6 separate regions of the Mus musculus genome follow, and all the other regions are linked to region 3. A link is a contact called in public Hi-C, HiChIP or PLAC-seq and promoter capture Hi-C data. All regions are on one chromosome and are shown on one strand. Each heading gives the region's core, a stretch centred on a gene start, on an enhancer-like site or on the middle of the called end of the contact. The rest is flanking DNA. Distances are from core to core; before and after follow the strand shown.

Region 1 (3,407 bases), core at 475-2,974, 430 kb after region 3:
TTGGTGCTTAATAAGTGCTACACCACGGTGGAATAAGCTTGTGTGGAGACCCGGGAGATAACAGAGACTTCAGAACAGCGGCTGTCAAACATCAATGCACAAGGGAAACCTGAAAATCTGGCAGAACTCAAGTTTCCTGGTCCCAGCTCTGGAGACTGACGTCAGAAGTTACCAGGGAGGCCCCAGGTCAAGCTCTTTAGGAGTTTTGAAAGTTATTAGCCACATGCATTAGGCTACACAGTTTATTGTTTGCAGTAAATAAACAAAGCACCTTTGTGTTCTAAGTCTGTGAACCAATGGTCTTTTCTGTAGAATCTATTGATGGTTCCTGCCACATTCCCTCATCCTTCTCCCACTGTCTGCTTCCTCACCTGACAAGCTACAAGCACACACTGATTTAAGAGGACATGGGAAAGTCTCCTTACCTGGTGGCCAGTCATCAGCTCTCTTCCCTTTGGAATCTCCTGTTACAGTTTCTTATGGATCTTTCCAAAAGTAGTCTAAGCATTTGCAAAAGGAAGTGTATATATTTTCACACACACACACGCGCACACACACACACACACACACACACACACACACACACTGTTCTGCACCTAACCTATCCCCACTTTAGCCTTTTACTTGGTATAAGTTGGAAGTCTTGAATTAGTACACAGACAATGATCTCATCTTTAAATCTTTAAAATATGCTGGATGGAATTCCATGGTATTTATAGGCTGAATTTCATTCAATCTTTTAGTTTTTGAGACAAGGTGTTACTATGTAGCCTTGTCAGCCTCCCTAATTGTGTGTACCACCACTGTGAGGTTTGGTTCTAGTCGTTGCTGACACAAATAATATGGCCCCCCCAGAATCCTCCTGCTCATTTCACACCCGTGTCCTTTCTTCTATAAGATGAATTCCAAAAGTCCAAAAGTGGAATCAGGTGAAAGGCTACATATGTTCTTATCTTGAGAGATATTGTCATACACACACACACACACACACACACACACACACACACACACACAAACACACACACCATAGAGACTATAAAACTTTGATTTGTGTTCATCTGATAACTGGAAAATACATGTGAATCTGCTGCTGCCCGCTGCTGCTACTCTCTTCCCAGTGGACTCTTACAGCCTTTTCTTATCGAGGTAGATCGGGTCTCAGCCCCTGAGGCGTTGTTATCAAAAGCCTTGAGGTGGGCATCACCTCTTTCCCTGTCAAAAGTTTATTAACCCTGGTGTGGAATCTTGCCTTTGTTACTTGCTGCATGACCTTGGTCCACAGAGTGTGAATATGCTGCATCGTCTGGTTTATGAGCACGATCACAATCGGTTAACATTAGGGAAGGACTTTGACACATTGAATCAACCAAATGAAGAATGCATATCTCTGCAGGGAATTCTCGCCAGGCACCAAGGCTCAGACTAGCAACCACACAGTAAAATGTTGCCAGGAGAAAGCAGGACCTGGCTCCTTAAAGCTCTGGTTCCTCCCTTCGAGAGAGTTTCAACCAAGAAATAAAAATCTAGAAAGAAAGGAACCACTTTCTGTTGAGTCCCGCCCCCTCTGCTGTTCTTGGGGGCTCCTGGTGCCCTCCCCTCCCAGGCGGGGCGGGCTCTGAGGCCTCAGCTGTCAAACACAACGAGTCCTGGGGCCCAGAGCACCGGGAGGCGGAGGGTGGGTCTGCGGTCGCGTGACCAAACCAGCTGTTAGCCGGGGGCTGGAGAGCCTGGAGTCTGGGAAACCGGAGCGCCGGCGGTCTTCTGCGCTACGGATGCAGAGGCTGTAACCTAGCCGCCGCAGCGCCCCCAACTCCGCAGTCGCAGCATCAGCACCGTTGGACCCGGCTGGAGCCGGCTGCTTGGCAGGTGAGCCTCAGGCTACGCGGGGAGCGCCGGGGCGCTGGCAGCTGCTCTTCCGCTGGGAGGTCACCACATTTCCCATTACAATTCTAACGCCTCGCGAGTGTGGACCAGGGAAGGGGAGATCGGAGGTTAGGTGGCCTCGGTCTGGCCCGACTTGAGATCAGGGACTTCGGGACGAAGCTACTGCAGCCTGGTCAGAATCTGCTCCTGCTCTCCATCCCGCATCCTTCCCGCACCTCCCTTTCAGTTTATAACCGGGTGCTGCTTTTTCTGGGCGCCGAGTTGCAAGGGCGCGGGAAGTGTCTCTGAGCTTCCCCGGGCCCCTGAGCTTCCCCTGGCGGCTCCTGCGGCTCCGTCTTGCGGCTAGCAGAGAGAGCCTGGCTCCTTCCCGAGTAATGCATCCGTGGCGCCTGACTAGGCCGCTACCCTTGGTCGCCGGGCGGAGTCCCGGTATCTGTGGTTATCCCCAAGGGCCAGTGAGCTGGCACCAGACATTGCTTCGCTCCAGGCCTCACCCCTGCACACTGGAATCCGGGTGGGGTCATGGCAGGTGTCTCGACCCTTGCTATCACTCCACCTCAGTTTACCCCTATCGTCTTGCTTTTTGTTTTTTGTCCAGGCAGAATTGCTAAATAATTGCTAATTATTTAGCGACCACAGTGAGGTCTGCAGGAGGATGAAAGGAGCGCCTGAATTTTAGAAAATCGGTTGGAATTTAGGAATAAAAATGTGATCACACCCATTTGCGTTTAAGGCAACTTACTATTTTCTGTCTCCCAAGTTGACCTGGTAGGGTTCTGTTAAATAGAGGTGTATTTCTGTGTAATTGTAGCTTGTTAAGTGCTTCTTCCTGGTTTTGTGTGTGTGTGTGTGTGTGTGTGTGTGTGTGTGTGTGTGTTTACTGTGCTTCACGCCTGCCTAAATCCTCATCACTTGCTGAGTAAACCTATGCTAATTCAAAATGGCAGCATGAAAAATCAGGCCAGGCGGAACCCTAGCAGACCACAGCCAACTGCAGCTGCCCCGGGCTTGAGCTGCTGAGAGAAACAGCAGGAGGAAAAGGCTCTGCTGTGTATAGGCAGGGAGTGTACTTGGAGCTGGTTAAAGCTGAGTGAAGTTGCAGTGCCTTGGGGAGCAAGTGGGAAGTTTAGGGAGCTACAGCTGGTTTCCCTAACTTGTCAAAAGCCTAACTGAAACTCTAATTTGGTCTGATTTTCTTTAGACCCATTTAAAGTCAACTGTGCAGAATACAACTGTGCACAGCTTACATACTTTTGTACCTTACGAGTGGCTTTATAAAGGATGGGCGTATCATGTAAACACCCTCCGGGAATAGTGCACACACCAATCCATACAGGGGATGGCACCGGAAGGGCTGATTTAGCCCTTCAGCACCCAGGCTCTAGGATTGCAAATTCTTGAAAGGTGACTCATTTCAGGATTTTTTTTCTTCTTCTTCATAAAGCAGCTTTTCTTTTGATTTTCACTGCAGGGCTGCCAGCCATCTTGTCTTTTAGGAAAGAGGAAGTGCTGCGTGAGTGAGG
Region 2 (3,656 bases), core at 387-2,886, 310 kb after region 3:
TTTCCAAATAGCAGAGATGCTACTTAATTCAAATTCCTTCAATGCTTAACAGATTTTACACACACTACACAAGTGTTCTAACTAAGCTACATTCTTAGTTCCAGGTAAGAGTTTATACAAAGATAGGGGGGAACACTAGGTCTCTGAACTTTAAATTTGCAGGACACTTGCTGTGCATCAAACTGCTAGGTCTACTTCAAAGATTGCCAGAGAACTGGTATTAGGAAGCTAATTTTGTGGGTAGGCAACTCAAGGGAAGACAAGTGAACAGAACCTAAATCTAGCTGCCACCCAAAACCAGGATCATATTTTATTGGGCAGATGTGCACCTGTCCTGTCCGGGTCTCAGGGATCCTAGGTTGAACTTCCCATGGATGGATGAGGTGTACGGACCCAGCGGGGTGGGGGGATATGTCCAGCTTTGTCATTTCACCTGATGAGCCAAGCGGTCGATGCACCATGCACCACCCCATCTTCCTCTGCTGCAGCAGCGCCTCCAGCCTCAGGCCATCGACCACACGATTACCCTCATCCCCAGCTGCCTCCATCTTACATTTGGGGACTATTATTTACAGTGCTTACAAACACTCCACGAAGCGCCATCCCTGCCCTGCCTACACACCTCCCATCACAACCGCGTGCTCTCAGTATCTCCTTCCTAAACTGTCAGCACCAGAATACCTAGTGGGAGGGATGCTGGCCAAAGGTATGGTCGCTGTAGTTCCTGGTTCTGGTCCCTCTGGACCTGGGTGTGTGGGGTTTTCCTCTGGAAAAGCCGAAAGGCCTCGGCGAGGACACAGTAGCCTCATGGCAGGCTAGAACCCGAATGGGCTACAAACACTTGCTGGCAGCTCATTGAGGAGCTAGGGAAGCAGGAGACCCGGGATAGGCGTGCCCCCGCGAACGCGCGCGTGTGCACGCGCGTGCATTTTTAAGCTCCAGGGCGTAATTCCGCAAAGAGGGTCCAAAAGATCTATCACTGCGGGTGTGGACAGAGGCTTTGTGTCCGTTTGAGAGACTCGCAGGCTGGAGAGGGGGCCCTGTTGGGAGGAGCGGCTGCAGAGTTGTGTCTGAGACCCCGAGGGGGACTGACACCTCTCGGGGACCCGACCTCGGATCCTGCCGCAGGGACTATGAGCCCCGCCCGGTGGGTGCCCCATAGAGGCTCCCATGGGATGCTCTTAGCCACGCGCCCGGTGCGCGATGGTCCGGTAGGTTGCCACACCTCCGCTCCCTGGCACCCTGGCACCCTGCCACCGCTATCCGCCCCACCCGGCCCCCCTGGAGGAGCTTGGGCAAAGCGGAGCGCGCCCGTCCCGTGCACTCACAAAGCTGTCGCCGCAGCCGTTGTCCGGACACAGTACGTAGAAGGAGACGCCCGGGTCGGCGTAGAAGTCCATCCTGCGCTCCGTCTCCTCGGCGGCGATGAGCTCAAAGGGCGTGCTGGAACACCACTTCTCCGCGACATCTGCCAGCTGCTGGAAGTCCATGGCGGCGCCGCCCGCGCCTCCTCCGGGGCTCACGGCTCCCGGGTCTGTTTACACCGCCCGCTCCGCCTCCGCCCCGCCCCCACCCCCACCGCCCGCCTTGAAAGGAACCCAAGCACCCCGGGGCCCCGCCAGTCCGGGGCCGCCCCGGCTCGTGACGTCACGAACTCTGGCCAATCCCCGGAGCCCTACTCGGCGCCGCCCGGAGCCCGGTGACGTCAGGGTGGGCGGGGCGCCCGTCTCTGCAGGTGGCGGCGGGGTGGGGCGGGGCTGGCTCCGGACCCCTGGTTTGGAGCCAGTTTGGAAGGCTTTCTCTGGAATCCGCTATAAACGCGAGGGACGCACCCAGAAGTACAGATTGCTTGGTCCTTGCCAGGGCTGATTGTAGAGGTGCTGCGAGCACCCGGGGAAACAGCTTTGCTTTCTACAGAAGCCAAAATTCGGTCCTCCCAGGAACCCAGAGTGTGTTTTCTAGACTGATTTGGAAGGAAGTGTACACGCACATCAAGCTGCGTGCTTCTTACAAATACCTTCACTGATTTGGCTTGAATTTATATTATATGACTTAAAATGGCCAACTGTTGTTTTGTTTGTTGGGTTTGAGGTTTTGTTTTGTATTTTGAGTTGCTGGAAAATTGAACCCAGAGTCGTGCTTTTCAGGCATGTTACCACCGAGCCACACCCCAACCCTGCTTGGAAAGCAAGGAGCCTGCCCGTTGACTACACCTGTTGAATGCTCTGGCTGCTGCGTGCCCAGCAGACACACTGGTTTACAGGGAGTAGAAGAGTCCTCGTCTGAACACTTGGCTTCCGGAAGGGACACATTAAATAGCATTCATTCTATAAACATTTATTCGTGGTTATTTTTAAACTGCGCCTTCTGAACCAGGAGCCTTGCTAGCTGGGGTGTAAACATGAATGAGCTGGGGTCTAAACGCCTCAGTAAGCTGGCAGTCTAGCCAAGGGGAGCCCAGCTAGTGCACCTGTTATTACAGGCAGAAGACGTTATTCCACAGTCATCTGTTTTGATCATTTCTGTGGCAGAATTTCCTTACGTTTATTTGCTTGTCTTTGCATTTGTCTTTAGACTGTGGGAGTGATTCTTCCTCTACTCCCTGACTTCTGAGGCTAAGAGAACCCACTTGACAGTGTGACTGGGATATGTCCTGGGAACCCCAGTTTCCACATCTGTGAAAATGGGTATATATTCATGACCTTATAGTTAGGGTTTGAGAAAGTGTGTGTGTGTGTGTGTGTGTGTGTGTGTGTGTGTGTGTGTGTGTGTGAAAGGAATAGAAATCCAGTGGGTTTTTCTACAATTTACTCATTTTTATCTGTATGAGTGTTTTTGCATAAATGTATTGGTGTGTACCATGTATGTGTCTGGTGTCCAGAGACCAGAAGAGGGTATTGGATAGCCTGGGACTGGAGTTACAGGCCTTTGTGAGCCACCATGTGTGTATCATCAAATCTAGGTTCTTAGGGAGAACAGCTAGATGCCTTAACTAATGAGCCATCTCTCTAGCCCTGGGTTTTTTAAATGTAGGAAATTTGATTATATGCCTAGGCTTATAGCAGTACTCATTGGTGTCCGATGTGTGAAGCAGTATTGATTAGCTTGACATTCTGTTAAACCAAGCATGAATGTTAAATTTTGGATGGCTGCTGATTTGACATGGCATTTATGTAATATGTGTAGAAATGTGCACAAGCTCGAGACTGTCTAACACCCAGAATGGATGCTGAAATTCAGTGGTGCATTAATTACACTCATCTCTCATGATCTACATTTTGACTGAAATAATGGAACAAGAGAGAGGGGTTATCTTTGTTATACAGGAGCAGAGTCTGGAGGAGGGCCAGCCAGAACACATCTGGCGAGGGGTTGATCACGAGGCTCCTCTGTGAGGGCCTTCATATAGCTTGACAGATAAGTTGAGGCAAACTCCTCTCTGCTGCCTCACTAGAGACACACATTAGAACAGAGGCTGCGTAACAAAGGACCAGGAAACTTGGTGGGATAAACTTCGGGCACAGTTTTGTAGGCTTAGAGTCTTAAAACTTACACTTAATAAGCATTGTCAACCACTTCAACACCCCTTCTAGCCCACTGTCTGAAGGGAGGGGAGAAAAGATGGTACATAGACAAGGGGATGTGGACCTGTTTAG
Region 3 (3,541 bases), core at 142-2,641:
CTCTGCCTCTCGAGTGATGGTATTAAAGGTGCAGTCCACAATGCCCAGCTTCATGTTGCTTTCTGACTGTGTCAGGATAGTCTTCTTTTATTGGTGACCAGATTGACTGGCTATCAGGTGAGAGAGGTCAGGTTTCCCAAATAATCATGGTCTTCCTGTCCAATGACTAGCAGTGAGCCTTGGGGGATAACTGAGACTCTATAAACATCCCTGTGACCTGATGCTCCTGACGGGAAGTTTGGTTGCACCAGAGACAGATGTTCTAATCCCAGTACCCCCATTTCCTGCATTTAGCCAGTATACTTTTTTTTAAAAAAGCAAAGAATTGCTTCCTCATCAGCTATTTGGTTTTCAAAAATACAGTTGGTACTAGAAAGGCAGAACACTCATTTTCTTAAATACCCACTTTTTAAAAGTGATGAAGTGTTAGCCACTGATGGCATGGCAATATGGTTCTCTTCTCTGTTTTAATTTGGTTTACTTCCTGAAGGGAATGACATACATTTAGGGATCATTTTAGAGTTTCCAGTCGTTCTGCTCCTTAAGTTGTTCTCGCTTTGTCTAGTGAATGGTCTTTTAGGAATGACCTTGTTCATCTTGGGGTTCTCATTTTCTGGATTATTGTTCTTTCAAGAGGTAATTTTCACTCCCAGCTTTGACCTAAGATTCAGTCATTTCTCCAGGAATTCTGGCACCTGTCAGTGTGGAGTTGAATTTAGATTAATTTCTGAGGGCCAACGGCAGTCATTGCTCTAGACCTTCAGTTTGCTCTCCTATCTTCATTTCAAGAGCAACAACATGGGTGTTTTGTGTCGTTCTATTTTAAAAAGAGGAAATAGATTGCAACGATGAACAGAGTCAACTGGCTAGCAAATGGCATGTCCGGATCTGAACGTGGGAGAAAGACTACCCTGGTATGCAGTGAGGCAACTTCAGGTAGTGATCCTAAGAAAACTTGTAGGATCAGCCTTCCCATTCCAGGAAGGCTGAGGCAGGAGAACTGCCGCAAGATCCAGGCTAGGCCGACAGCAATTTGAGACTTGTCTCCTCTATACCAGGCGCAGAGCCTACCGCACCACTGGTTGACCTGGGCAATCGCCGCCAGGTGGGGAAAACACAGTCGCCAGTAGCCACTCTCGGGCTGTCCGTTAGACTCGCCAATCAGCGGCGCCTCAGGCAGGGGGCCGTACATCCGAGGGATGCATCCAATAGAAAAGCGACGTCAGTGGGCGGGAGGAGCTGTAGACAGGCCAATCCTGGTAGTTAGCTCACGCCGGCAAGCCGGCAGCCAATCCTCAGCGCGCTCTCTGTGCGGCTCCGCCCGCCGCTCTGCACTACCGCGTGGGTGGCGGCGCACTGCTCTTTTTAGCAGCGCTAGTCCGGCTTCTCTGTGCTTGACGCTGCTGGCGTGGATAAGTGGACATGGCGAGCTCCGACTGTGAGGGCCATGCGGGCCAGGAGGGGGAGACATTCCTGTACTTCGCCTACGGCAGCAATCTCCTGACCGAGAGGATCCACCTGCGAAACCCCTCGGCCGTGTTCTGCTGCGTGGCGCGCCTGCAGGTCAGTGCCGTTGTGCGGGCGACCTGGAGAGCGGGCTAGCTGCGACTCCTGCCGGGAACCTCTAGCCACCGTCGGAGTTCGCAACCCTCCACTGGCTGCCCTTTTCCACCGGTTATGAGCATCCCGTAAGATGCCTTTAATAGGTGCTTCTTAGTCGAGAACTAGCTGCTTTCTGTCCTGTGCGTACCTTATCTATCCCACAGTTCTGTGAAATTCTGCCTGTCCTTTCCTTCGGATCTTAGCGTCCTGGCCTTGAGACCTGGAACCGTGTCTTCAATACTGATAGCAATGTTCGTTCCCTCAGTAGAGTAGCCCAATAAGCTTTTAACTGTGATAAAATGTGTTCTTGACCATAGTTCATTTCCTCTTTAATACGTATTCTTCTGGCACTCAGTGCTGGGGTTACAAGGATGACTGAGCAGCCTAGCTATTTGGAGGACCTTTCTGGTGTACAATCTGATTGTGTGTAGGGCCCTTAATAATTTTAGCCAACTTTGATAACCTTGTCAATTCTTGATTTCAGGCAACAGAAACCAGCTGATTTCAGAAAGGAGAATGGGGAGGGGTGTTGGAAGGCTGTTAGAGAGCTCATGGATTCACCTGAAAGATTGAGTAAACAGGTGGACTACTGTGTGTGTGTGTGTGTGTGTGTGTGTGTGTGTGTGTGTGTGTGTGTGTGTGTGTGTGTATACACAACCAGCATTACAGGAGAGGGCCATCCCTGCTCTGGAAACTGGCCACACCTTTCCTCAACTAGTAAGCACAATATGGAACTGACTCCTGACTGCTGCTTTGCCACAGTTCTGCAATTCCTGAAGCCTAGAGTGGAGTCCCTAATGATCTTAAACACCAGCACTAATTGAGAGCCCCTGCGAGGTGCCCTGATTGGCTAAATCTCACCATGAATCCACGTCCTTACTTAGCAAGCAAGATGATCTGATAACTAGCTCCTAGCCTTTCAAGTTTCAGAAGTGGGAGTCACGCTCTGTACTCTATCTAAAACTCCAAAGAGTGTAGGATTGGAGTTCAAGTACGTGAAGTACAGGAAAGAAATACCACATAAATGATAAATTATAGCTGTGGTTAGCCTTAAAAGAGGACTTGCAAGGTGCAACAGAATATATGACCAGAGGACCTGACCTAGGTGCTCAGGAAAGCCTTCCTGGATATAACTTTTAAGCTGAGACCTGAAGGGAGATGAGGAGAGCAAAAAACTGTCAGGGAGGGTAGCTTGTTCAAAGGACAGGAGATAAAGGAAGTGGTTGGAGTCTACAGGGAGATGTGGCATGAGGGCTGGAAAGATAAGAAAGTGTCATATCCTAACATGACCACAGAGAACTTTGGACAGTCTGTTGCATGCTGTGAGTGGAGTGTCTTACAGGATGAAAGCAGACGATGAGATTTATGTATTTGAAAGCTCATTCTGGTTACTCTGCAAATAGGGCAAGTTATTGGAAGCCCAGTTACGATCTTGCCACATTCATGTCAGAGATAATGCCACCATGATCTAATAGGGTGGTGACAGGGAAGGTAGAGTAATACTCAGAAGATAACATCATAAGGCTTGATGATTGTGTGTCTGTGTCTGTGTGTGTAGGGAAGGTATATCAAATATGACACAGTTTTTGAACAACCAAGTAGGTGATGGTGATAATGTTCACAGAGGAGAATCAGGTTTGGCGGTAAAAATTATAAACTAACTTTGTACTAAATTAAGTTTAAGATGCTTTCCAGACAAGCACATGAACAGTAAATATTTGTGAACATTGGCAAAGAGATGAAGAGATCAGCCCTAACTGTGTGCTCGTCCCAGATCTAAGAGCTTTTGAGCCTCAGAATAGAGATGTGGGATGGTTTTAAAGGTAGCTGAAGCATCCGATGGTATTGGAAGCTGCTGGAGGTAGTGGGACTATTCTGGGCACCTGGATAAATTCAAAAAAGGCCTAAGCTGAATCCCAAGAAACCCAGACATTTCAAA
Region 4 (3,781 bases), core at 530-3,029, 360 kb after region 3:
TAGAAAGTTCTGGACACTCCCCTCACCCTCTCTGCCATCTCTGAAACATTTTTCAAATTATGGTGCTCTAGCATTAGTATCATCTAGAATTCATGAAAAATGAAAATTCTAGAGCCCCACACCAGACTTAGCAGTCCAGAGACTCTGGTTCTGAGTTCAGTGTTTTCCCAGGCTTTGCCATCGAAGCAGAAAGCTGCTCATTTAAGAGAACCTCATTGGCTCTCCAGCCTAAAACTCTGATCTTACAAATACTACCAATATTACCAACATGTATTACTATGGGGCCAATGCTTGGCTCAGCAGACTTCCCACAGAAGGTTACAGCTTTGGTCACAGCCTCTCTGAAAGGCACGGGTGGTGTGAGCTGTGAGCATTCCAGCTGAGCTGAGCTGAGCCTGAGCTGGGTGAGCAATCCAGCTGACTCCACCTCTTACCTCTTCAGCCACAAGAGGGCTTCCGTCGCCGAGTTCCTAACCTGAGCGACGTCAGCCTCCACCTCATGCAGCACTATCTTCTGGAGGGTAGTAAACTCTTCCTTGTTGGTTATGTACTTCTGATTTACCTTCTGGAAACAAAACAAAACAAAACAGGGCAACTGTGGCAGCTGGAAACTGTGACATCACCAGTACCGTCAGTACAGAATTCAAATCTACAAGCAACAAGACTTCTAGGAGACCAAAGTCAACTTGACTATCTTTCTTGTTTTTAGGGTAATGTATTTTAAAAATTCCAAAAATTCTGTGAGCTTTAACAAACTCCAAGAGTCCCAAGCTTTAAGCATCATTCTTGGGGTACCATTGCCTCCCTTAGAAACTGTCTTCTGTTTCAAACTACTTCTCATCCTGAGCATGCACACACGCGCACGCACACACACAAACCCATCACTTGTATGAGTGAGAGCCCATGTACTTCTTTCTCTCTCTCTCCTAACGTCCCAGGAACGGTACTCACAGAACTTCCTCAACACATCACACCTAGTGATGAGTACTGTGTTTTATTTTATTTTATTTTATTCTAGAGACAGGTTCTCTCTACCCAGCCCTGTTGCCCTGGAAACTCAATCTGCAGATAAAATTGTCTTTGAATGCTCAGAGATCTTCCTGCTTCTGCCTCCCACGTGCTGAGATTTGCATGTGCCACTATGCCTGGCTTAAAAAGAGATTTAATTCACAAGTGCTAGATGTAATATACACAACTTTCACTTTTCTGGGAAGGAGGTTGAGAGTTCCTATTGTTGATGGCCCCACAGCTAGCTGTACCAGGAATTTGGTCTTCTGTATCCCAGACAAATGATAGCTATTGCCAACCAACATAGTTTTTTTTTATTATTGTTTAACCCCAAAATGCATATACTCATTGCTGACATGGCTCCCCACTGATCCAGTGGTCAGCCTACTAAAGGCTTGCCTCTCCTGCATAGCAGTTATTCCTCTACTCAAACTTCCCAGTGTGAATGATTCCCCCTCTCCTTTATATTCACCTTAATATTTCCAACAAGATCCATCTTAACAGGAGCAAACACTGTGGGACCAAGTTTGTCTGAAAAAAAAAAAAAGGATCAAAAACAATTCTGAAAAAGGTTTTGTTTTTTTTTAATTTAGGAAACATATATTATTATACTAGAAAATATTTTTATCATAATAATACATTTAGAAGCTATTTTCCCCAATATTACTCTGACTTCTGGACTTGGTCATCAGCTTTCTATCTCACTGCTTTGAGATGTGTCTCTGTGACAAGGGCCTACGTGGCAGGTCTGATGAAAGCACCTCTCATCGATTTAGAGTGTTCATTTGAAAGGCTGGTACACTGCCCAGTGTGGCAGCAACAGATGTGTGACTATTTAGTACTTTCAATGTTGCAAAGTCCAAACTGAAGTGAATTGTAAGCCTAAAATACCTATCGGTTTTTAAAGATGTAGCACCAAAGGAAAAATGCAGAAAATCTCACTAATGGCTCTCTACCCTGACTCCATGTTTATGACATTTTAGATATGCTGCTATGTAAGATACATTAATTTTTATTTTGCTATATTAATGTATCTTCTATAAACTTATATTACATTACTGATTTGACTATACTCCTAACTTTATATAATTTTAATTATTTATATTTACTAAACATAAATTTTACTTTTAAGGCATAGCATAAAAACAGAAGAGAAGGGCTGGAGAGATGGCTCAGCGGGTAAGAGCACTGACTGCTCTTCTGAAGGTCCTGAGTTCAAATCCCAGCAACCACATGGTGGCTCACAATCATCCGTAATGAGATCTGATGCCCGCTTCTGGGGTGTCTGAAGACAACTACAGTGTACTTACATATAATAATAAATAAATCTTTAAAAAAAAAACCAAAAGAACAAAATAAAAATAAAAGTTAAAGAAAAAAAACAGAAGAGAAAAAAAATAAATTCTAAAAATTATCTGATTGATCGTTTTTAAGAAAAGGTAGAAAATGATGCAGCTAAAAAGAACCCCAAATAGGAAATAAAACAGTGTGCTAAAGAACAACGGCTTCATTGGCCCTAAGACAGGAAATGAGAATTAAAAGAGGAAAAAAAGAAAACAGAAAATAGGTAAAGAATATAGAAATACAGCAAAACAGGAGTGAATGAATGTAAAGAACATAACTCATTATATAGGCAATTACCAGAAAAACATAAATTTCAATAGCTGCAAAAAAAGCATTTTAATAAAATTATCTGATTCATGACTGTGATGGTTTGTATATTCTTGGACCAGGGAGTGGAACCATCTGGAGGTGTGGCCTTGTTGGAATAGGTGTGTCACTGTGGGTGTGGGCTTAAGCCCCTCACCCTAGTTGCCTAGAAGTCAGTCTTCCACTAGCAGCCTTTAGATGAAGATGTAGAACTCTCAGCTCTGCCTGCGCCATGTCTGCCTCGATACTGCCATGTTCCCACCTTGATGATAATGGACTGAACCTCTGAACCTGTAAGCCAGCCCCAATTAAATGTTGTTTTTATAAGACTTGTCTTGGTCATGGTGTCTGTTCACAGCAATAAAACCCTAACTAAGACAATGACTATAAGAACAACCACCAGCATACAACAATCAATGTATCTACATATATTTATGCTACATATGTAAATAGCATCAAACCCATAAAGTCCAAAATTTATTCCTAATAAAACACAGTTATACGTTAACATTAGAGAAAATAAAAATGACTAAAGTATATGCATCAAATACATAACACACATATATATCATACTCATGGACTAGGAGATATAATGTTGTGAATGACATTAATTTTCCCCAGATTGGGCTTACAAATTCAATGTATGCAGCTTTAATAAAAACCCCAGTGGCCCTTTAATAGGAAATTTAAAACTAAAATTATACAGATCTGCAAAGGACCTAGAATTTCCAAAACAATCATGATAAGGAACAAAATTGTGAGTCTTGAGATTCTAAGGAAATACAAACAAATCCTGGGGTCAGGAAAGAGACCATTTATAGGCCTGAAGGTTCTGGAGCAGATAGCCAGAGCAATGTAAGAGGAGAAATAACGGTGGTTGCTTTTCTTGACAAATGGTCCTTAAATAACTAGACTGTGATGAAGACAAAACAACCCTCAATCCCAGCATCGCAATGCACGCATGAAGTAATTCCAGCATGGACTACGGCTGAGGAGATGGCTCAGTCTGTAAAGTCCCCACCTGACAAGAGTGAGCACCCAAGTTCAATCCCTAGCGCCCATGGATGGAGGAGGGGCCTCAGACATGGTGTCATAGGCCCAGTGTCTCAAACATGGGAGGGAC
Region 5 (3,549 bases), core at 825-3,324, 400 kb before region 3:
TAGCAAGCATTTGCACACTCACACTTGCACACTGATGCATGCACACTCACATATATGTACACACTCAAATGAACATTCAGCTTATTCAGGACCAGGACCCGGGCGTCCTCAGCCAAGTTGTGTGTACATAGCCTGCACCATGTTCATCTTACCAGCGAGAACTCTCTGTGCCGTGCACATGTATAGCATCCCCTCTCCCACCCCCAGAGCAAATGATGAGTCTGACAACAAGGACAGGGACAGCAGACATAACGGGGCACTGTGGGACAAGGGCTTTTCTCAGGGACCCTCCCCTTCCTGCCAGAATCTTTCTCTTCTCTCTCCCCTAGGCTTTCCAGGCTAGCACTAGAAAGCAACGCCTTATCCCCTTCCTCATAAGCACTCTGTGTGTTCATGCCGGTGCTTCCATGGCTCGACAGTGTCCCAGGAAGAACATGTGCTGGAAGATCCCGGGGTGGCAGTGTTAGAGTTGAGGAGGTATTAGAAAGTAGAGCCATGTGGCATGTAATTAAGTCAGAACTACTCATGGAAAGAACTAATACTGATATTGGGGAATGAGCTAATTCTTAAGAGAATGGGGTGCTACAAAGCTGTTCCTGGTGTTCAGACTCCCCTTTCTGCCTTGCCCTGTGAAGTCTTCAAACACACACCCTTCCGCATGTGCTCCCAGTGTGATGCATCCACCACGTGTTGAGGAACCTAGAGGTCCTCACCAAATCTGAGATGTCCCCATGTTCTTGGGCACCTAGAACTGTGAGTTAATCTCATGCCTGGTTTTTACGAATTACTCAACTTCAAGCATTTTGTCCTAGCAACACAAAACAGTTGAAGACAGACATCTGCTATGGATCATGACTAGGACCCACTCCATCTGTGGATATGGCTGTAAGTGAAGCAGAGGGAAGACTGGCCATATAAATGGAATGCTTCGATAATGTATAGCTGGTCCTTGCTGTATAGGACTTCCTGGCTGGCTAGCTCCAGAGCTGACACTTACTGCACGTTCACAGACATTCTGGACCATTTGAGAGGCTTGACACACAGTGCTCAGCCAAATGAGAGGACACTCTGCTTTTTTGTTCCAGGTGTCCTACTTTAAAAACAAATGTCACGTCAGGGAGGTGATAAGGTTTATTTTGTCCCTATTTGTTACATGGGCTGTGAAGGACAAGAGAGTCTCAGTTTAGGGTCTGCATGGAGTCTGATGCAGCATGATGTGACTTACACACGGAAAACTGTGACAAGAGGATGGGTTAGGACATCACCCTGGTTAGAATGATTTGGATGATCCTTATTGGTTGGCTGGAAGAACTGGGTGACCCTTTGTGGGACATCTTATAGGACAATCACAGACGCAAGCTTGAGCTTCAGGGAACTACTTGGTGGTGTCCCTATAGGAGGAATGCCTACTGAGCTTTCCCCGGGCCCCACACGGCATCTTTGCTCCCCATCCAACTACCTTCTACATGGAGTTTCCTGTGCTCTAGCACCACAGAGACTAGCTTTGAGCCTTCATATGCAGACATGATCATGGAGAGACACACAGAATTTTGCCTCTGCCTTCTTGCCAGCCCCTTTTTCCGACTTTCTCCTTTCAAGCCATCCCCACAGCTGCATTGACAGCTCGACCACCCATTTCACATGCCCTTCTTCTCCTGTGTCCCCCAGACAGGCCTAGGTCTGAAGATCTTATCCCTGACTGTAGCATCCCTGGGCACAGCCTGCCTGAGGGTGGCCAAACACAGATGGCTATGGAGCCCAGGCTCCATATTCCTCATTCCTATGGGCTTGAGTAAGGGGCTTCCAAGGGGGTGTAGGCAATGGGCAGAGCTGTGGCTTGGCCCATCTGGTCTGTGCTGAGCCCTTGATGAGGAAAAACTGGTTTCAGAGCTACCGCACAGCAAGGCTGCTGGCTGAGCCACTGAAGGCCTTCTGTGAGGACATGAGAAGCCCTCAAATTCCACCCAGACTGCTCCTGTCTGCTTACCTCACATCATGATATCCAAGGCCACTGGATGTCTGGGAGGGCCCTCTGTGAAGGCCATCTGTCCAGCAAGAGACCAGAGCTACACATACCAGAGCCACGCCCAGCAGAGCTGTGGACCATGCCGGTGCCATGGCGATGCCATCTCGGCCAGCCTTTCCCAGCCCGGTAACCATGGGAATGTACTCAGGGCTGCGGCTGCTTATGCAATGCCTCTGAGGGAGGGAGGCTCGCGGACCCACCTACTTGCTGCAGGGAAGCCAGAGCCCCAAAAGAATCTGTGAACACGTATGCTACCCACCTGCTTCTCCTCACTGAGAGGCAGGGAGAGCGCCACACATTCTCATCACGTATCATGTAACAACACACTACCTGGGTTAGAATGACCTCGAGGGGAAGAGAGGACAAGAAAGAGAAAGTAGGGGCAGGGGGAAATTCTAACTAGGAAGATGTTGGCTGTCTGCATGCAGAAAGGCTCCAGCCACTCTGGCAGCCCCAGGACCCAGATGTTTGTATTATTGAGGCAGCACAGCTGCTGTGTGTGCTATTCTGGTTTCATTGCCCTGAATCTGGGAACTGGAGCCTCCTAGAGGGAAGAATGGAGAGCTGAGATGAGCGTAAGCTTGCGAGCCAGCCAGAAAGAGCACTGTCCACAGGAAGAGGTTCATACACATGAGTGAGCCAATCAGAGCTGACTGAAAAAATAAATCCAACCCTGCTGCTTCTTGTTATGTTCCAACACCACATAAGGGCTCCAGGCGTGGGGCCTCTGGGAGCCCCTGAAGCCACAGGCTAAAGGCATCACAGGCTTCTAGACACAAGCTTCAAGACACAGGCTTCCTATAGCAATTGCAGCTCTCCCGGGTCCTCTCCATCCTGGCCCTATCTCTCTCTTTGCTATCCCTCCCATGTTGAGTCCCACCTCTTGAGATTCCTGGACCTCTGAAGGTGCCCCAGAGTTCAGGAGACTCTGGCCCAAGTTCTCCTAGTCCCTCAAGCCCCAACCTTCACCTTGGCTGACAGAAATGCCCAGACAAATGGTCAGTACCCTACTAGTCTTCTCTCTCCTTGTCTCCACAATGCCCCCAACTCCCCGCAGTCTCTTCTTTTGCTTTATCAGGACCCCAGGACCCAGCTGCATGCACAGAGCCTCCTCTCCTCCCAGGGTTCCTCCTCAGCTTGCTACTCCACCCTGACACTAAACCTCCCAGGTCCACGTCCCATTCAGTCTGCATCCTTCCCCTCAGCTCCATGCCCACTGCATATGCTCTCTTGCAAATAGAGCCAAGTCTCTTATGTCTTGTCTCCGAGAAAGGCTAACCCTGCCTTCTCTAGTTGAGGTTCCCAGATTATTAATACTGACTGGTCATCAGTCACCCATGTGCCCTCCTCTCCTATTTTTTACCCTCCAGTTACTATACTTTCCCATCTCTATATGCTCCTATCACCCAAACTCCAGCCAACCATGAACCTAGCCATCATGGTGAATTCGGAGCCAGTAGCCCACTTCTCTCTACCAATTCTCATGCCAAGCCCCATGAGTTTCTGCTACTCCCTTTAGGCAA
Region 6 (3,409 bases), core at 856-3,355, 380 kb before region 3:
AAGTGTTTCTGCATAAACAGCCCTGGGAGACAGAATGGACCCCAAAGATGTCCATGTCGCAGTCCACAAAGCCAGTAAATGTGTCTCCTGACAGAGCCAAAGGTCAAGGATCTCCAGGCAGGAAGATGACCTCGATTATCTGAGTGGGCCCAGAGTCATCACAAGAGGGCACAGGGACCAAATCAGAGAGGACAGGATGGAAAGGGTTGAAAGAAGCTATGGTGCTTCCTGGAGATGAAGAAATGTCTCGGGCCAGGGCAGGAGACTCCAGAAAGACCACCTGGGTTTAACATCTGATGTGTCTCAGACAAGTCACATGAGCAGATGTATAGACGAGTGAGTGGGAGAGAATACGAGCGGATGGGAGAGTAAGAAGACGGGAGCATCTGACTGCTGTAAAGGAACAATGAACAGGAAGAAGGGGCTCGGTGTGGAGGGGGACAGGACTGACTGTACGGTTGGTGGAGTGGATGACTGTTCAGACAGACATATAGACAATGAGATCGGGGGAAGGTGGACGTATGAGGGTGCGTGGAAGTATGGTGGATGATGAGGGCCCTGCATCGGGGCAACTGAGTTGATCATTAGGTGGGATAAAGGAAGCTGCCTTCATGCATGCTTGATGTTGATAAAGATTGCAGATTGGATACCTATTCCACAGCCTGGGGACCACAAGAAATGGTCTTGAAGATTTCCTGCACATCTCTGTGCTTCCGATGGGTGATTCAGGGGCTGTGTGGAGCCCACGTGCTCCAGGCTAGGCAGAGATCTGATGTTTGCCTAAGGCTTGGAGTTTGACCTTTTCTTTAAAGAGCTCAAATTCCTAACAGCTCTCAAGATTTAACCAAATGCCCTTCCTTGCAAGATTCATATACATCTCGCTTTCTCTCTCTGTATCTTTCTGTCTCTCTGTCTCTGTCTCTCTCTGTCTCTGTCTCTCTCTGTCTCTCTCTGTCTCTCTCTGTCTCCCTCTGTCTCTCTCTGTCTCTCTCTCTGTCTCTGTCTCTGTCTCTCTCTCTGTCTCTGTCTCTCTCTCTGTCTCTGTCTCTCTCTGTCTCTCTCTCTCTCTCTCACACACACACACACACACACACACACACACTCGGGATTTTCCCTATCTACCCCAGCTATTGAATGACTCCTCTGGTGTAGGGTTCCCTCCCTGAAATGGAGCTTTTGAGATTCTGTGTACACAGAGGAGGACATGAGTCTTTTGTACCATATAGGGAACTTATAGAACTTACCTGTGTGACACTCACATGCCAGCTGCATGACACTCTCATGCCAGCCCTGGACAGGTGAGATCACTTATCATCCCCTCCCCGCGGCATGGTAGCCCTAGGTCCGCTGACCTATAATCCTCTGCATAGCTCAGACTGACATCAAACTCATGATAATCGTCTAGTGTCCACAAAGGCTGAGCCACCACATCTAGCCCAAGTCTCTCTTTTTTTACACAGAGGCAAACGAAAGCTCGTGTCACAGAGTTCACTTCACGGTCTGAAGATGCCAGCCTCTTGATTGAAGGACAGTGAGGTACTGGGACGGGTGGTCACCCCTGGCAAGGCAGTAGAAGAAGGTAGCCTCCGTTCCCGTATGCTCCCACCTAGTGACTTGTGACTCCTCCCCTCTTGGCCCTGGATGCTACTGACAGCAACCCAGAAATTCTGCTGGAAAGTTGGAGCACATTCAAGGAAGCCTCCTTTCTTGGCTTCCCCATGCCCCTATACACAGGCCAGGGAGCAGTAGCTGGTTTCTGAAGCTCCTCCAAGCCTGGCTCTATGAAAGGAAGAGTTCTCAAATATCACAGCTGGAAGAGCTGGCATTCACGACATCTTCAAGCCCCACATGGTCCTAACATTAGTCAGGGAAGGAAGGAGGGAGCCACCAGACTCAGGAGTTCCCCCACCACAGACTGCCACCACCCAAGAGAACAAAGGTCTGAGTTGGCTACTTACAACTCCGCACAGGCTCAGCAAGCAGAGGATACGGGTAGCCCACATCAGGCCATCCATGGCAATGGTGTCTGCAGTCAGCCTTCCCTCCCAGGCTGTCTCTGGTGATGCCACCTAGCTGCATCTCTGCTGCCTCACCTTCCCAGTAGCAACTGGTGTGGGCGGGGCCAACAGAAGGGACACCCAGCTGAATATTGAACGGGATGGAGGGACATTGTGTTACCGCCAGCCCTAAATGGGACTCCGTGTCCTCAGCAGGGGGTGGCTGAGCTCTGCTACACCACCTTGATGTCTGAGTATACCTATCCTGACAGTCAGAACCCAGAGAACACAGACAGGGCATAGAGAGGTGACAGCCACAGGAATCCTCCACTTAGTCAGGATGCTTTCCCTTTGTTTTTAGAGCCCAGTTCACCAATAGCCTTACTCAGAGAGGCCTCCTATACCTGCACCAGAAATACAGGACCTCAGAAAATAAGGTGCCCAGGGCTGCCCCAATGTTTTAAGGAGCCCCAGATTGGTTGATGCGCTTAAGTCTCTTTCACAGGGCTGGAGGGTGAGCTGAGAGGACCAACGAGAAGAGGGGCAAGTGACAGGGGAGCCTGGAAGATTTGAATGAGCCTTATGAAAAGTGACTTGAAGGACTGGGGTTGTGGCTCAGTGGTAACGCACTGGGTCAACATGTGTGTGGCTCCAGGTTCAAATCCCTGGCATCACAAAACAGTCAGTCAGTCAGTCAGTCACTAAACACAGTTTATGCCGCCCAAGAGTGTGCCGCATGGTTTACCTGACAAGGTGACAACTGCAGCATCAAAGCCCCCAGCTTCACATGGGGCTAGGCAGAGTTTCTGATAATCCCCTGTCCAGAGGGGAATCTGAGGCTAGTTGGAGGACTCTCAGAGGGATCCCAGGAGTTGGGACACTCAAGAGGGGCAGGGCATCTATGTTCCATTATCAAAGTGAAGAGACGCACTTTCATTATTTCTACTTTAAAATACAAGCTCTCAATTGGCCAGGCTACTGGCAATGTCCTAAACAAGACTATATCTTGCTCAGCACTTGGAACTTGAAAGTGAATGTCACCTTTGACAACCCTGAATGACGTGGGAGCTAAGGGGTCTTGATCACTGAACGGCCATATCCAGTTACAGGGCTGTCGGGATCTGTGCTTGGGGTGCCAGATGTGTTTCTACTGAACCTGTGTCATGAATGTGGAAAGCCTCCCACCACCACATCTGCATCTGGGGATCATTTGACATCAACGGGGCTTTATTTTTCCACCCTTAATCGTTGTCAACAAAATGCTGAAAATATTTTCTGCACATGTGGCCCAGCGTGGGTGGCACACAGCACACAGGGCTCCTCTCTTGCAGGCTGAGGAGACTCAGGCAAGAAGTAATCAATGACTACAGAGAAGACGTAACTAAAAAAGGACAGAGGCTACCACACCCAAA

Evidence for each region. Promoter capture Hi-C pulls out the DNA fragments that hold promoters and counts their contacts. HiChIP or PLAC-seq counts read pairs in DNA pulled down with a chosen protein or histone mark. A called contact is a pair of places that touch in the nucleus more often than the background predicts. Capture Hi-C pulls out chosen DNA fragments and counts their contacts.
Region 1: a FOXA1 HiChIP or PLAC-seq map of pancreatic cancer cells shows a contact between it and region 3. The contact joins the promoter of Scrn1 here to the promoter of Ggct in region 3. A contact is called at or near these places in 14 of 39 promoter capture datasets (the C10 cell line, cranial neural crest, embryonic stem cells and 8 more), 2 of 484 Hi-C or Micro-C datasets (embryonic stem cells and immediate neuronal precursor), 3 of 115 datasets of contacts at active chromatin or transcription factors (embryonic basal ganglia, pancreatic cancer cells and stem cell-derived neural progenitor cells) and 1 of 9 other capture datasets (adipose tissue).
Region 2: a contact with region 3 is called in a promoter capture Hi-C map of liver, with 5 times the contacts expected there. The contact joins the promoter of Mturn here to the promoter of Ggct in region 3. A contact is called at or near these places in 24 of 39 promoter capture datasets (the 3T3-L1 cell line, 3T3-L1-derived adipocytes, the C10 cell line and 17 more), 2 of 15 datasets of contacts at CTCF or cohesin (the NIH/3T3 cell line and large pre-B cells), 31 of 484 Hi-C or Micro-C datasets (B cells, CD4 T cells, CD8 T cells and 18 more), 35 of 115 datasets of contacts at active chromatin or transcription factors (the 230-238 cell line, CD8 T cells, the SCID.adh cell line and 22 more) and 5 of 9 other capture datasets (adipose tissue, embryonic stem cells, liver and 2 more).
Region 4: a contact with region 3 is called in a Hi-C map of rod photoreceptor, with 4 times the contacts expected there. The contact joins the enhancer-like site here to the promoter of Ggct in region 3. A contact is called at or near these places in 8 of 39 promoter capture datasets (the 3T3-L1 cell line, the C10 cell line, cranial neural crest and 3 more), 2 of 15 datasets of contacts at CTCF or cohesin (both in the NIH/3T3 cell line), 3 of 484 Hi-C or Micro-C datasets (cerebral cortex, cortical neurons and rod photoreceptor) and 7 of 115 datasets of contacts at active chromatin or transcription factors (bone marrow-derived macrophages, embryonic basal ganglia, embryonic forebrain and 2 more).
Region 5: a contact with region 3 is called in a promoter capture Hi-C map of hematopoietic stem and progenitor cells, with 5 times the contacts expected there. The contact joins the promoter of 6430584L05Rik here to the promoter of Ggct in region 3. A contact is called at or near these places in 5 of 39 promoter capture datasets (the 3T3-L1 cell line, hematopoietic stem and progenitor cells, liver and 1 more) and 1 of 115 datasets of contacts at active chromatin or transcription factors (pancreatic cancer cells).
Region 6: a CTCF HiChIP or PLAC-seq map of the NIH/3T3 cell line shows a contact between it and region 3, with 6 read pairs. The contact joins the promoter of Ghrhr here to the promoter of Ggct in region 3. A contact is called at or near these places in 6 of 39 promoter capture datasets (the 3T3-L1 cell line, 3T3-L1-derived adipocytes, frontonasal cranial neural crest and 2 more), 1 of 15 datasets of contacts at CTCF or cohesin (the NIH/3T3 cell line) and 1 of 115 datasets of contacts at active chromatin or transcription factors (pancreatic cancer cells).

The regions. Positions count from the first base shown.
Region 1 is chr6:54,564,699-54,568,105 of GRCm38.p6, reverse strand. It overlaps Scrn1 (secernin 1), which reads left to right and starts at 1,724. Exons shown (of 8, transcript NM_027268.2): 1 at 1,724-1,866.
Region 2 is chr6:54,679,604-54,683,259 of GRCm38.p6, reverse strand. It overlaps Mturn (maturin, neural progenitor differentiation regulator homolog (Xenopus)), which reads right to left and starts at 1,636. Exons shown (of 3, transcript NM_001289740.1): 1 at 1,329-1,636. The coding sequence starts at 1,490.
Region 3 is chr6:54,990,717-54,994,257 of GRCm38.p6, reverse strand. Ggct (gamma-glutamyl cyclotransferase) reads left to right here and starts at 1,391. Exons shown (of 4, transcript NM_026637.3): 1 at 1,391-1,563. The coding sequence starts at 1,423. RefSeq lists a cis regulatory region at 1,157-1,166 and an enhancer at 1,147-1,176.
Region 4 is chr6:54,626,604-54,630,384 of GRCm38.p6, reverse strand. It overlaps Plekha8 (pleckstrin homology domain containing, family A (phosphoinositide binding specific) member 8), which reads right to left. Exons shown (of 14, transcript NM_001164361.1): 10 at 1,481-1,539; 11 at 435-565. Among named protein-coding and RNA genes, the nearest start is that of Gm34249, 29 kb to the left of the region's middle. Within about 2 kb of position 1,779, at least 4 of the 459 cell types and tissues checked have an H3K27ac peak or open chromatin away from gene starts, as enhancers often do. A contact at or near this core is called in liver and rod photoreceptor, where this site is marked.
Region 5 is chr6:55,395,412-55,398,960 of GRCm38.p6, reverse strand. 6430584L05Rik (RIKEN cDNA 6430584L05 gene) reads right to left here and starts at 2,074. Exons shown (of 4, transcript NR_046179.1): 1 at 1,988-2,074.
Region 6 is chr6:55,374,991-55,378,399 of GRCm38.p6, reverse strand. It overlaps Ghrhr (growth hormone releasing hormone receptor), which reads right to left and starts at 2,105. Exons shown (of 13, transcript NM_001003685.3): 1 at 1,959-2,105. The coding sequence starts at 2,015.